Linked DNA regions of Mus musculus: regions 1 and 3 are each linked to region 2. The links are chromatin contacts, called in public Hi-C and capture Hi-C maps. All regions are on one chromosome and are shown on one strand. The core of a region is the stretch at or near the end of the contact, and the rest is flanking DNA. Distances in the headings are between cores, read along the strand shown.

Region 1 (3,637 bases), core at 48-2,547, 110 kb after region 2:
AAGAGCCCAAGCCCCTTGCAAAACCAAACTGGTTTCATTTGAGGACAATCACCACATCCCCAAGCAGGTTTCTATCCATGGGGCAGCGTAAAGAGGCAGTGTAGAGTTTCCAACTGGCCTCTGTCTCCACCGATGTGTCAGTACCTTCAAATCCCCCTGAGAGTCCGAGAGAGTAAGAGACTGAGGCAAGTCTGGCTCATTTCCATCTCCCCTGGGAAAGCACACCTGGAGAGATATCCGTGGAAAGCATGCAGCGTCTAATCTGGGCTTTTGTAACCTTCTTTCATAATTCACTTTCTTATCTACTGCCTCTGAAAGACCACTGAGAAATAGGTACAAACCGTATCAACAGAAGATCAGAACTCCATTCCCTGTGGCAAAGGCGAGTTTATACATTATAAATAGCAGAAGCAGCCGGCTTGAACCATGCTGCCAGCCACTTACCCAGTTGAGGGATTTGAATGACATCATAACCCTGGAGAGAGTATTGCTAGCCAGCTGGTATTATTTGGAATACACACTCAGACACAGACACAGACAGACACACACACTTACACACACACACATATGCATGCATGCACACATACACACAACTGTGTCTCACACACACACACACACACTCATTTATAGAGAACAATACAGCCAACGGGAAACAGTGTGTGCCTCCCATACTGCTTCCTTGGGGTCAAGGAGGTGACAGGCATCCAGCTTTGTTGAAAACTAGGATCATTTTATTTTTCAATCCATCCCAGATCTCAGCATAGCCTGATTCTCTGCACAAAGCATGACACAGTGTCCTGACAGGAGCCAGCCCACTGCTGCCTGGCCATCTATAGGTTTTAGGAAATGAGATCATTCCCCTTGCCTGGCAACTAGGACAAGGGTCACTCTATCCCCTCCACCTCCCCTTCCCCTGAGAGCTGCCTTTCGATCTAGTTTACCCTGGTCATTTCAGGGTTAACAGCATTGTGCTTCCTGGAGATAGTCTCTTCTTCCTTTTTTTGTTTTTTTTTTCCTTCAAATTTTGCATTTGCCCTAAAATATAAAGTTGCCCCCGTGTCCCACTTAGATCCTCTAATCCTGGTGAGGTGTATTAGCACACAAGTGTACCTTCAAACCCTGTGGAAAGTTAATCAGAGAACAGAGCCTATTTTTCTATGGCAGCCTCAGTATTTAATGTCTGCTAACCCTGTCAGAGACACACATTCTTTTAGGGGGGGGGGGGGTGAGTCTCTGTGCTCCAGTTTTTAAGAGCGAAGGTATGATGTTATTTGTCACGGTGCCCAAAAAAGTCCTTACTCGATAACTTTGCCAGAAGAGGGAGAGAGAGAGAAGGCGAATGTTCCCCCAGCTGTTTCCTGTCTACAGTGTCTGTGTTTTGTAGATAAATGTGAGGATTTTCTCTAAATCCCTCTTCTGCTTGCTAAATCTCACTGTCACTGCTAAATTCAGAGCAGATAGAGCCTGCGCAATGGAATAAAGTCCTCAAAATTGAAATGTGACATTGCTCTAACATCTCCCATCTCTCTGGATTTCTTTTTCGCCTCATTATCCCTGCCCACCAATTCATTTCCAGACTTTGTACTTCAGAAGCGATGGGGAAAATCAGCAGCCTTCCAACTCAATTATTTAAGATCTGCCTCTGTGACTTCTTGAAGGTAAATATCTCTTACTTTTTTTTTTTTTAACTCGTTGGAGAATTGTATTTAAACTGTGTACTGTTTTCTTCTGCCTAGAGTCTTTATTTGCTTTAGAATTTGCATTGTTTCAGAACTGGGGGTTATTTACAAATTGCTGAATGTGCAGTTCTGTGCGAGCTGTAAAAGGAGCTCCGGGGGATGAATGCATTTGCAGAGGTATCTGTACGGGTAGAAACTATTGCAAGGTACTTCTGCTAAAGCCTCCGCTTCCACAGGGCTTCCACACTGCCGTTTTAAGAGACTCCTTTAAATCTAGCCTATGGCTCGGGGCGAGAAAGATGACTATAAACTCGGGAGTGCTTCTCTCTCACAGGTGCAGGCGTTGGCTTTTTCAGAGCATGTTCTTGTGTCTGTGTCTATGTATGTGTGTGATTTGTCAGGACTTTATTTACGAGGCATGTCACAGATTAAAAGTTACATTTTAGATGATAGGAAGGCTTTTAAAAAATGCTTTTTTCTTTCTTTTTTTTTGGAGCCAAGAATCGGGAATTCTTTGCACTTCTGCCCAGAAAGTCAAAGTTAGGGGAAGTTTAATTTGCTTTTCTGTAAAAGCTCTTAGACAACTTGCTGTCTTTGCATATTCAGAAATTTTAAACAGATACAGGCTGTGCTCAGAAAGCAGGAGCTTACTGGCGGCTGCTTGTCCAACTTTTCTCTTTGGAAGGGGACTTTCGTGACTGAGCTGGGGTTTGAATTTTGGTTTAAGGCTCTGCTCTTAGACTCACCGCGCGGCGCGGCAAGGCAAAGCCTCTTTAGGTGAATCGGCTGCTGCTTGCCCCTGCTGCTGCTGTGCTGCCTCTGTCACTTGCCTCTGGCTCTGTCGCTCGCCCCTGCCGCTGCTGCTGCTGCTGCTGCTGCTGCTGCTGCTGCTGCTGCTGCCGTTTGCCCCTGCCGCTGTCTATGTTCTGCCTTCTCCTTTTGATCACTGGCCCTACTTCAAGTTTCCATTCTCAGCAAAATTATATCCTTCCAGACTTGTGTTTTTTCAATTTGCAAGCACTTCTAAGCCGCTGTCACCGGCTCCTTGGAGGCAGTTGCCGGAGGGCTTAATTCATAAAAGATCCCAGTCAAAGAGTGCAGCGGGTTTTTTTTTGTGCTGCATTCAAATGCTTCATCGCTATGAGTTTTTCTTAGGCAAGTAAGTGGCTTGGGACTTCGGGAGACAACCTTGTCAAGCACCTAATTGTGCCGTCCTCGCGCTGCCAGCAAGCTTCAGCCACCTTACAGGAGTGAAGTCAGCGTTCATATACGCTGTGTGGTCTGGCAGCTGGGATTGTGTGTCCCAAAGGGATTGTGGAATGTTACCTCGGCAGGCATGCATTCCACGTTTGGAAAATCGGCTCCAAATGAACTTTCTTTCCCTGCTGGGTCTGCAGAACATTTCAGAAGCGGAGCTAGCAATACCCTTCAACTTTTTTCCTGTGCTTGCAGCAGGAGATGGCTGAAGGGAGCTACTGCATGCGTGGTGGTCTTTGAAACATAGCTCAGGGAAGAGAGGTCAGCTGCCTAGAGCGATTGGTACACACAGGGCGCCTGCTGGCTTTGTACTCTGAGGCTCAAGGTATTTCCCAGTGCCTGAGCCAGGGGACGATGGGGGAGGAAGGGAAGGAGCTGGAACTTGAATCACTATTCTGGATAGCCGAGATAGATAGCCATACAATGGAAATGAGTGGCTTCCCTTGGGGGAAAAAGACGGACTCCAACTCCCAGCTGTGCAATTTACTCATTGTTTAAATGGACAAAAGGCAGTTTACCCAGGCTCAGAGCATACCTGCCTGGGTGTCCAAATGTAACTAGATGCTTTCACAAACCCCACCCACAAAACAACACCTGTTCTTAAGTCCTCAGTTTTGTGTTCACCTCGGCCTCATAGTACCCACTCTGACCTGCTGTGTAAACGACCCGGACCTACCAAAATGACCGCACCTGCAGTGAGT
Region 2 (3,979 bases), core at 118-2,617:
CCTAGAGGATCACCAAGCTAATCAACAAAGCAGAACTGGCTTGGTGCATAGAAGGGGATACATCCTGGGGAATTTGCCTGAATATATGGAGTAAGCAGCTCTGCTGCTTTCAAAGAGGCCAAGGGAAACAAATAGGGCTGGATTTGGGGTTATATGAAATGAGACCATGTCAGAGACATAAATCACTGGGGAAATGTTTCAAATCCAAGGTAAACCGTCACCAACTGTTCTCTGTCTGGACAGCTCACCCTCCAGGAGATCTGTATTTACTCAAGGGCAAATGAAGACCAAGGTCAGACACAGGACCTGGAATTAAATCTTTAAATCACAGCTTGCTCCAAACCTAAGCTAAGTATTAGAATCAAGGCAAATACAAGTCTCCTATCTGAAATATGTCAGCCTTGAGTAGAACAAATTAAGTTCACTGAAATAATATAAAACTTAGTTTTAAACAACTTCGTTTTAGACTGAATGGAACCTTCACTTTGAAATGTGAAGAGGGTCCTACATGGATGGAATCCACTTGCCAACACCAAACTGACACTGAGCAATGTTCAAAATCGGTAGGATACACAAAGACCTTTTGTATGCATCGCCTAATTTGACCCTCTCAGCTACCTTGTGAAAGTAGGTTGCTGTCTCAACTGCAGCATCCTGAATCCACAAGAGGTTAAAGAGTTTCAAAACTTTACTAGCGAACAAAGGGTGGTGCAAGCAAGCATAGTCACCAAGTAAATGCAAGTTTAGTGCTCTTGCTGATGGGTGTGGAATACAGTTGGCAAAATGGAAGGAATATAACTAGGACGCATAGCCTCAAGGAATATCAATGAGGATGATAATAAATATTTAAATGTAAGAAACTCTCAAGATGTCCAAAAATTATATTTTTCCAATGGCATTAAAATATGAGAAAAAAACATATGTGATGCTGAATTAAGGATTCCAAGATGTGATATAAAAGAAATAACCTTCTTCGAACCCATAACCTAAAGCAATATATATTGACATAGGATGAATATAACCCTGCCGATATACTTTTATTTTTAATCTTGCAGATTTACAAATAGTTTAGAAAGATGTGAGGTGACATGGGTGTGACATTGCCAAGCTGAAGTTCAAATCAGTTTCATTGCCTCATGGAGCTTTATGATCGGGAGCGGTAGGAAGAAAGCCAGGTTTTGGGTGTGACACTTGTGACATCTTCCAAGGTTTCTTGGTAGGAGTCTCTAAGGAGTGGAGAAATCATTTGTTGCATGATGTGAGCCATAGTTTAAGTTACTCTTTGGGGAACTTTAAACCAGTAGATCTTCATGTTGATATATGTGTGACTACTAAACACACTGCAATAAAAATAGAATTCTGGGTAACAGAGAAGGAAGTGAAAATGCCACATCAGGCATTTTATATGTATTACCTAAAGCTGGACACAACATGTCAAGACTAAATGGAATTTTCTAAACGATTTTGGGAATTCCCCATGCTTTATGAGCCATGTTAGACTTGAAAGAGGCTCTTTCTGTCTTATGACCTTCAGGACTCCCAGGAAACCTGTCTCAGTCTCAGCATCAGCTCTACCAAGGACCAGAGGGATGGAAACTCTGCCTGGGTCATGGGAATGTAGAATCAGCTGTGTTAGAAAAAGCACAAAACACTGGTTAAATAGGGGGGATATGAAGGAAGGCTTTCTTCCAACCTGAAGACAAATGATGATTTAAATCTAGCAGTTAAGTATGTATTATGTGAAAATGCTGGCTTTATCAGGCATGTTCTTCCAGACTCTTATCCCGTGGTGAAATAAATCTGAGAAATTCTGAATATTAAATAGTCCTTCTAAAGACTCACAACAGACATCAACACAGTGTTGTCTAATACAGTGTTGTTTAGGTCCTACAATGTACAGAGACACCTATCTCATTTTAACATTTAAGTTGGCAGAATGGGCTTCAAATCTGGTAAATCTTGAAGTCTGTATTCTTAACTGTGCTGACATATTCCATTTTTTTTTTACTTTTTATTGAAAATATTCTTTTCTCATACAGCATATCCTAATCATAGTTTCCCTTTCCTCTATTCCTTCCAGTTTCTCCTCACCTCTCCTCCCATCCTGATCCACTCCCTCTCTGTCATGAGAAAAGACAGACTTCAAAGAGATAACAACCAGACCTGATGAAATAATCTGTAATGAGATGAAGCAAAAACTATCATATTGAAGGTGGAGAAGGCAATCCAATAGGAGGGGCAGAGCCCCAAAAGCAGACACAAGAGTCAGAGACTCACTCATTCTCATAGTCAGGAGTCCCTTAAAAATCCTAAGCTAATAGCTATAATATATACAGAGGATCTGGTGCAGAGCCATGTAGGCACTGTGACTGCTGTCTCTGTGAGCTCATATGCACCTTGCTTAGTTGATTCAGAGGGTCTTATTCTCCTGGTATCCTCCAGTCCCTCTGGCTCTCACAATTTTTTCTGCTTCCTCTTCCAAGGGATTTCCTAAGCTCTGAGGGGGGAGGATTTAATGGAAACCTCCCATTTAGACTCTCCACTCATAATTTCTGGCTGTGGGTCTCTGCATCTGTTCCACTCTTCTGTCAGAGGAAGATTCTCTGATGATGACTGAATAAGGCACTGATCTCTGAGTATAGCAGAAAATCAGTAAGAGGCATTTTATTGATTTTTAAGACTAGTAGTGTTTGGTTTTCCATGGGCTATCTAGTTTCTGGTTTCTGAGGTAGAGGGAGAGAATATAGGAACAGATGGATAGAGCTGGAAGGTATTGGGGGGAGATAGTATGGAAATCTAATATGGTGGAAACTTCCTAGAATGTCTGAAGTCAAATGTAATGAGGATTCCTAGCAATAGAGGATACAGTCTCAGCTGGCCATCTCTTGTCACCAGGCAAGGCTTCCAGTAATTGTACTGGGTTGTATTCATTTGAGTTGCTGGCTAAGAGGGTCCTATAGAAGGTTCCAAAGAACCCAGGATTCTGCTAAGACAAACAGACAGCAGGGTCTCATTGTGGAGGACAATACCACATAACTCATTGGCTATGGAAAGGTTGGACTGGTTCCTGCATGGAGCCTTCACCCCTATGTTCTAGTCTCTTTGATGTGGAAAGGTACTCTCTCTGTAGGCTAGTAAAAAAGAAACATAGACACCCATAAAACCTCTGACCTACAGTCTGTCCTGCCTGCATAGTATATTAGAGCAATGGTGTCACAGAACTTGTGGGAGGAGCCAAAAAGTGTCTGATGTGACTTAAGGTCCACTCCACAAGAAGAAACCCAAGCCCGGCACTGCTGGACACACTCCATTCTTAATGAATATTTTCCTAATTTTCCTGGTTTTGTTGTTGTTGTTGTCATTTGTTTCAATGTTGAGAACCGAAATTATACTTAAAAAATAGTGAAAGAATCATACCCATGTGACTGACATGAGACATAAAAAAATACTAACATTTGTTTGTTTCTGAACTTTACATTAAAAAAAAAAGAGCACTGATATAAAGGTGTATAAAAGTGAAGTCTCTTTTGCTCTCCCTACCATGTGCCCCCTTTTTCCCAGAAGTAAATACTATATTGAAATTGGAATGGATCCTTAAAGGTATTCAACATTACGGCAGATGTGTATTTTTAAACAGTACAAAGTATTCAACTTTAAAAATGTTTTATGAATGCTCTCCAGCTGTAAGTACCATTCTAAAATTTTTCATTCAATAGACATTTATGAGAGCGGGCTATTGTTTTAACCATCTTTACATGAAGAGAAGAGAGCACTTTTTATTCTTTACAGATGGACATGAGGTTGCTTCCAAGTTTATATTACCAAATGTCCTTGTTCTTCGGTTCTTGAACTCCTTTAAAGACAGTCTTTAGAAGCCAACTAGCCAGGCCATAGAGTTTGCATGTTTTCAATTTTTGATTGTCAAATTACTATCAAGCAACATTGTTATCTTAGTCTTTTGAGTCCATGTACTCTTCCA
Region 3 (3,622 bases), core at 633-3,132, 86 kb after region 2:
ACCTCCAACATGTTTGCTCACACTTCTAGGCTTCACTAGTTTATGTGACCACACTTAAGCCATCATTGATGGCAACAGTGTAAAAAACAGTTGACACTCTAAGCTGGAGTCACATCACTGCTCCTGATGGAAGGTGTGAGAGAAACTTCACTCACTATATGCAAAGGCATCCGTTGTCTTGTGGCACTGGCAATCCAAAAGGAGATATAGATAAGGAAAGGGTCAAAATAAACTGTCAGCTACTGGCATAAAAGAGTAATGGATACAGAAGGATAAGGGTGCAGAAGAGAGGGCGCATATTGCTCCTCCGAGAATTTTGAGATGGCCCTAACTGGAGGTTCATCAATTCTCGATGCCTATTCTCTTTGCTATGGCCTCCACTGTAATTCCAAGTTCTACTTCTTAAACTGTTATGTCCAGTTGCCTACATGCCTCATCCTTCCACATGGAAATGGAAATGTCTTAAATGGTTGTTAGTACATCCCTTCCCTCCGTTTGCTTTGCACTTCTTTTCTTAAACAGGGATTTTTATAGATGAGAGGAGCCGGCATCTTCTTTTCTCTATCCTCTCATCTTGAAGATAATAAATATAAAGAGGACAATGGGAACTACAAAAAAAATTAGGAAAAGTGTGAAGCATCAGGAATGAGTCTTGGGGGTGTTGAAGGGAAAAGGCTAGCAAGGCAGAGAGAGGCTTTCCTACTGCATCTTCTCGGAGGAAGCCTTCTGGATAAAATCTTAAATTTAGAAATGACTACCTTCACCCATTTCTTCCAGTTTCTACCTGGTAGGCATAGATACAGGCAGTGGTAATTTTCCCAGCTAATGGCACTTTGCAAATCCTGCTCATTTTACCTCTTAAAATATGTCTAGAATTTTCCCATTGGCTCACATGACTGTGGTCACTTCTATAGTCCAGGCTTCAACATCCATTCTGGTTTTTTTGTTTGTTTGTTTGTTTTACTAATCTCTTATCTGAGTCCCATCTAGTCTCCTTTCATCTGGTTTTATCATCTCTCTGAATACTCTCCATGTTATTCCCAGCACCCTTAGATTTCTACTAGTTGTGCTGAATGAAGACTGGAGCTGTCTGGCCATATCTCTAAAGTGGAGCCACTCAGCCAGATTAGGTTTTTCTCTGACTTCAGCTGCCTTAAGTGCAAGCATGAAAGAAATTCAGATGGTGTCTGTTTTTGACAAAATTGGGGAAAGGAGGAACGAACAAAGTAGATCCACACAAGAGCTGAATTATGAGAATGCTTCGTGGAATTTAAGTTGGTAAATTGGCAACTGAGGCCACAAGGAGACAGTGATCAGGGAAGCGGAATGGAGGTAAAGAATGGGCATGATTGAGGATAGATTTCCATATGACTGATAGAACATATGCAGCTGGATGGCTTAATTAGACTCTAGAGAAAGAGAATGGAGACTAAAAGGTGAGGTACAGGTGGAGGAGAAAACTAAATGCAAGGAGACAAAGGAGCTGAGAGGATCCTCAGCCACATGACGACGTAGATGGATGCTGATGTAGCCAAGAATGTTAGTAGAAACACGGATGGAAAGAAACGCAGTGTCCAGACAGTGAGTAGGTAATGAAGGTGGGCACTGACCGAGAAGACAGTGGATAAGGGCATCCCTGGGAGGAAGGTGGTCTGCCCCAACACTTGCAATCCAGAGTAGTTTAATATAGGGTCTAAACTGTGAGAAAACAGTCACAGGAAATGAGGAAGACACCGATCTGTACTCTCAAGCCCCCTGTGCATGTAAGATACAAAAAGAAAAAAGTAAATTCCACCAAGTGGATAAAATCAATAAGCATGTGGGTTTCAGAGCAAAATGGGGAAGTAAGAGAAGATGAAGAAGTAGGAGATTTTTGCTGATGATGTGCACTATGGGTCCCAGAGGATGCAATGAAAAGGGTGGGGATGGGGATGGTGCAGATTACAACAAGTTACAAGATGCATAAGATAATATTGAGGGTCTCCTGGATGAAGTGTAAAGAGGGTTTAAATGATGCAAAGTTAATCTCTATGAAGGCATTGAGTAACAGTTCTGACTGCAGCCTCCCTTTTGAGATTAGTCTTTTATCTTCCCTTTTACCTCTTATTTATTCTTCTCTCATACAATACATCCCAACACCAGCCTTCCCTCCACACACACACACACACCCTCTCCCCCAAGCCCCACTGCTCCTCTGTTTCCCTTCACAAAAGAGTAGGGATAGCAACCAAACATGGCATAGCAAGATGCAATAAGACTAGGCACAAACACTCATACCAGGACTGGATAAGTCTTAAAAGCAGTTTTCAGTGGTGAGGTTGGAAGTACTGGGAGACAGTACCATCTCACCAAGACAGGAGGAGTTCATTATTAGTCTGCTGGGGAACACACATTCTCAATGACTCACAACCTTCTCAGGGACCATTTCCATTTTCAAAGGAAGTCCTCTTCCTGAGGTAGACAGAGGGAAGAAATGTAGCGCCTTGGATTCCTGCTTCCTCAAGACCTCATTTATATGTTTATCTTGATCTTTAACTTGTTCTTCTTTCCTTATCCCAACTCCAGTCAGCCACTCATTTACCATGGGTGTGCAACCCTGGGTCTACAGATTGTGAGAACAAATACACATTAATTTTGCATGGTATTACAACACATTATCATTCACAAAGTTCCTATTCAAGAACCATACACATACACACACACACACACACACACACACACACACACACACACACACACAGAGAGAGAGAGAGAGAGAGAGAGAGAGAGAGAGAGAGAGAGAGAGGGAGAGAGAGAGAGAGAGAGGTCCAAAGTGTTTTAAGTTATTTACAATGTTGTGTTGAGCTATATTCATAGCACTCCTGGATCATGTGTGGCCTGCAGGCTATAGAATGAACATCTTTGAGAGCATTAACAATATAACAAAGATTATAGCTGAAACTATAGCAGTCATCAAACTATCAAAATCAAGTCAATGTGCAATGATAATCTCTATATTTAATGCCATAGCTTCCAAATTATACTGGTACACATTAACAAAAGGTTAGTATGGTTATTCATCATTTGAATTGAATTGAATTTGATAGGTTTAAATTCTTTGAGACAAGTATCAAGGTTGAACATTTAAATTCAGTGTTCCTGGAAGGGTAGTAAAAAAGACAGTAGATTTGGTAGCAGATGGTATTCCCAAAGCTTTGCAATCATGTTTTAGCTGGATTATTTCTTGACACTTAAATAAATTGAAGATATTAAAAATCGGTTCATACAGGTCACCTTGACCTTGTCCCAACTTTAGCAAGTCATCAGAAACTTTATATTCAGATGGCCATTGCAATGGATTCCATTAAGGAACTTTGGGGGCTAGCAATTCGTATTAAATATGTACAAATATCCTCATAGTGGCAACTTCACTCTGCTAGCCTTATTTGTGTTACCCGTAGGAGATGGGTATTGATAATCCTACTTTGATAAGTAAGAAGATTTTAGAGTACAGGTAATATGTTCAAAGGCCCACAGCCAGTGACTGCTAGAATTTTTTTCTGGTCTCCTTACGTTCTTGTTTTTGTTAAGATGAGGTTGGGCTATGCATAACCATGCTGGCCTCAACTCCTGATCCTCCTGC

What was found. Hi-C and Micro-C count contacts between places; a contact is called where the count stands out from the background. Capture Hi-C pulls out chosen DNA fragments and counts their contacts.
Region 1: a Hi-C map of bone marrow-derived macrophages shows a contact between it and region 2, with 55 read pairs. The contact joins the promoter of Igf1 here to the enhancer-like site in region 2. A contact is called at or near these places in 4 of 39 promoter capture datasets (the 3T3-L1 cell line, cranial neural crest and macrophages), 1 of 15 datasets of contacts at CTCF or cohesin (the NIH/3T3 cell line), 3 of 484 Hi-C or Micro-C datasets (bone marrow-derived macrophages and macrophages), 2 of 115 datasets of contacts at active chromatin or transcription factors (bone marrow-derived dendritic cells and bone marrow-derived macrophages) and 5 of 9 other capture datasets (adipose tissue, bone marrow-derived macrophages, liver and 2 more).
Region 3: a capture Hi-C map of bone marrow-derived macrophages shows a contact between it and region 2, with 3 times the contacts expected there. The contact joins two enhancer-like sites. A contact is called at or near these places in 2 of 484 Hi-C or Micro-C datasets (bone marrow-derived macrophages and macrophages), 2 of 115 datasets of contacts at active chromatin or transcription factors (bone marrow-derived dendritic cells and bone marrow-derived macrophages) and 1 of 9 other capture datasets (bone marrow-derived macrophages).

Annotation. Positions count from the first base shown.
Region 1 is chr10:87,857,755-87,861,391 of GRCm38.p6, forward strand. It overlaps Igf1 (insulin-like growth factor 1), which reads left to right and starts at 1,298. Exons shown (of 4, transcript NM_001111275.2): 1 at 1,298-1,658. The coding sequence starts at 1,596. All of the region lies in intron 1 of Igf1os (a long non-coding RNA gene), which reads right to left.
Region 2 is chr10:87,752,299-87,756,277 of GRCm38.p6, forward strand. No RefSeq gene overlaps it. Among named protein-coding and RNA genes, the nearest start is that of Gm30073, 44 kb to the right of the region's middle. Within about 2 kb of position 1,368, at least 10 of the 459 cell types and tissues checked have an H3K27ac peak or open chromatin away from gene starts, as enhancers often do. A contact at or near this core is called in bone marrow-derived dendritic cells and bone marrow-derived macrophages, where this site is marked.
Region 3 is chr10:87,837,794-87,841,415 of GRCm38.p6, forward strand. The region is part of intron 1 of Igf1os (a long non-coding RNA gene); the gene reads right to left. Among named protein-coding and RNA genes, the nearest start is that of n-TKctt21, 9.6 kb to the left of the region's middle. Within about 2 kb of position 1,883, at least 4 of the 459 cell types and tissues checked have an H3K27ac peak or open chromatin away from gene starts, as enhancers often do. A contact at or near this core is called in bone marrow-derived macrophages, where this site is marked.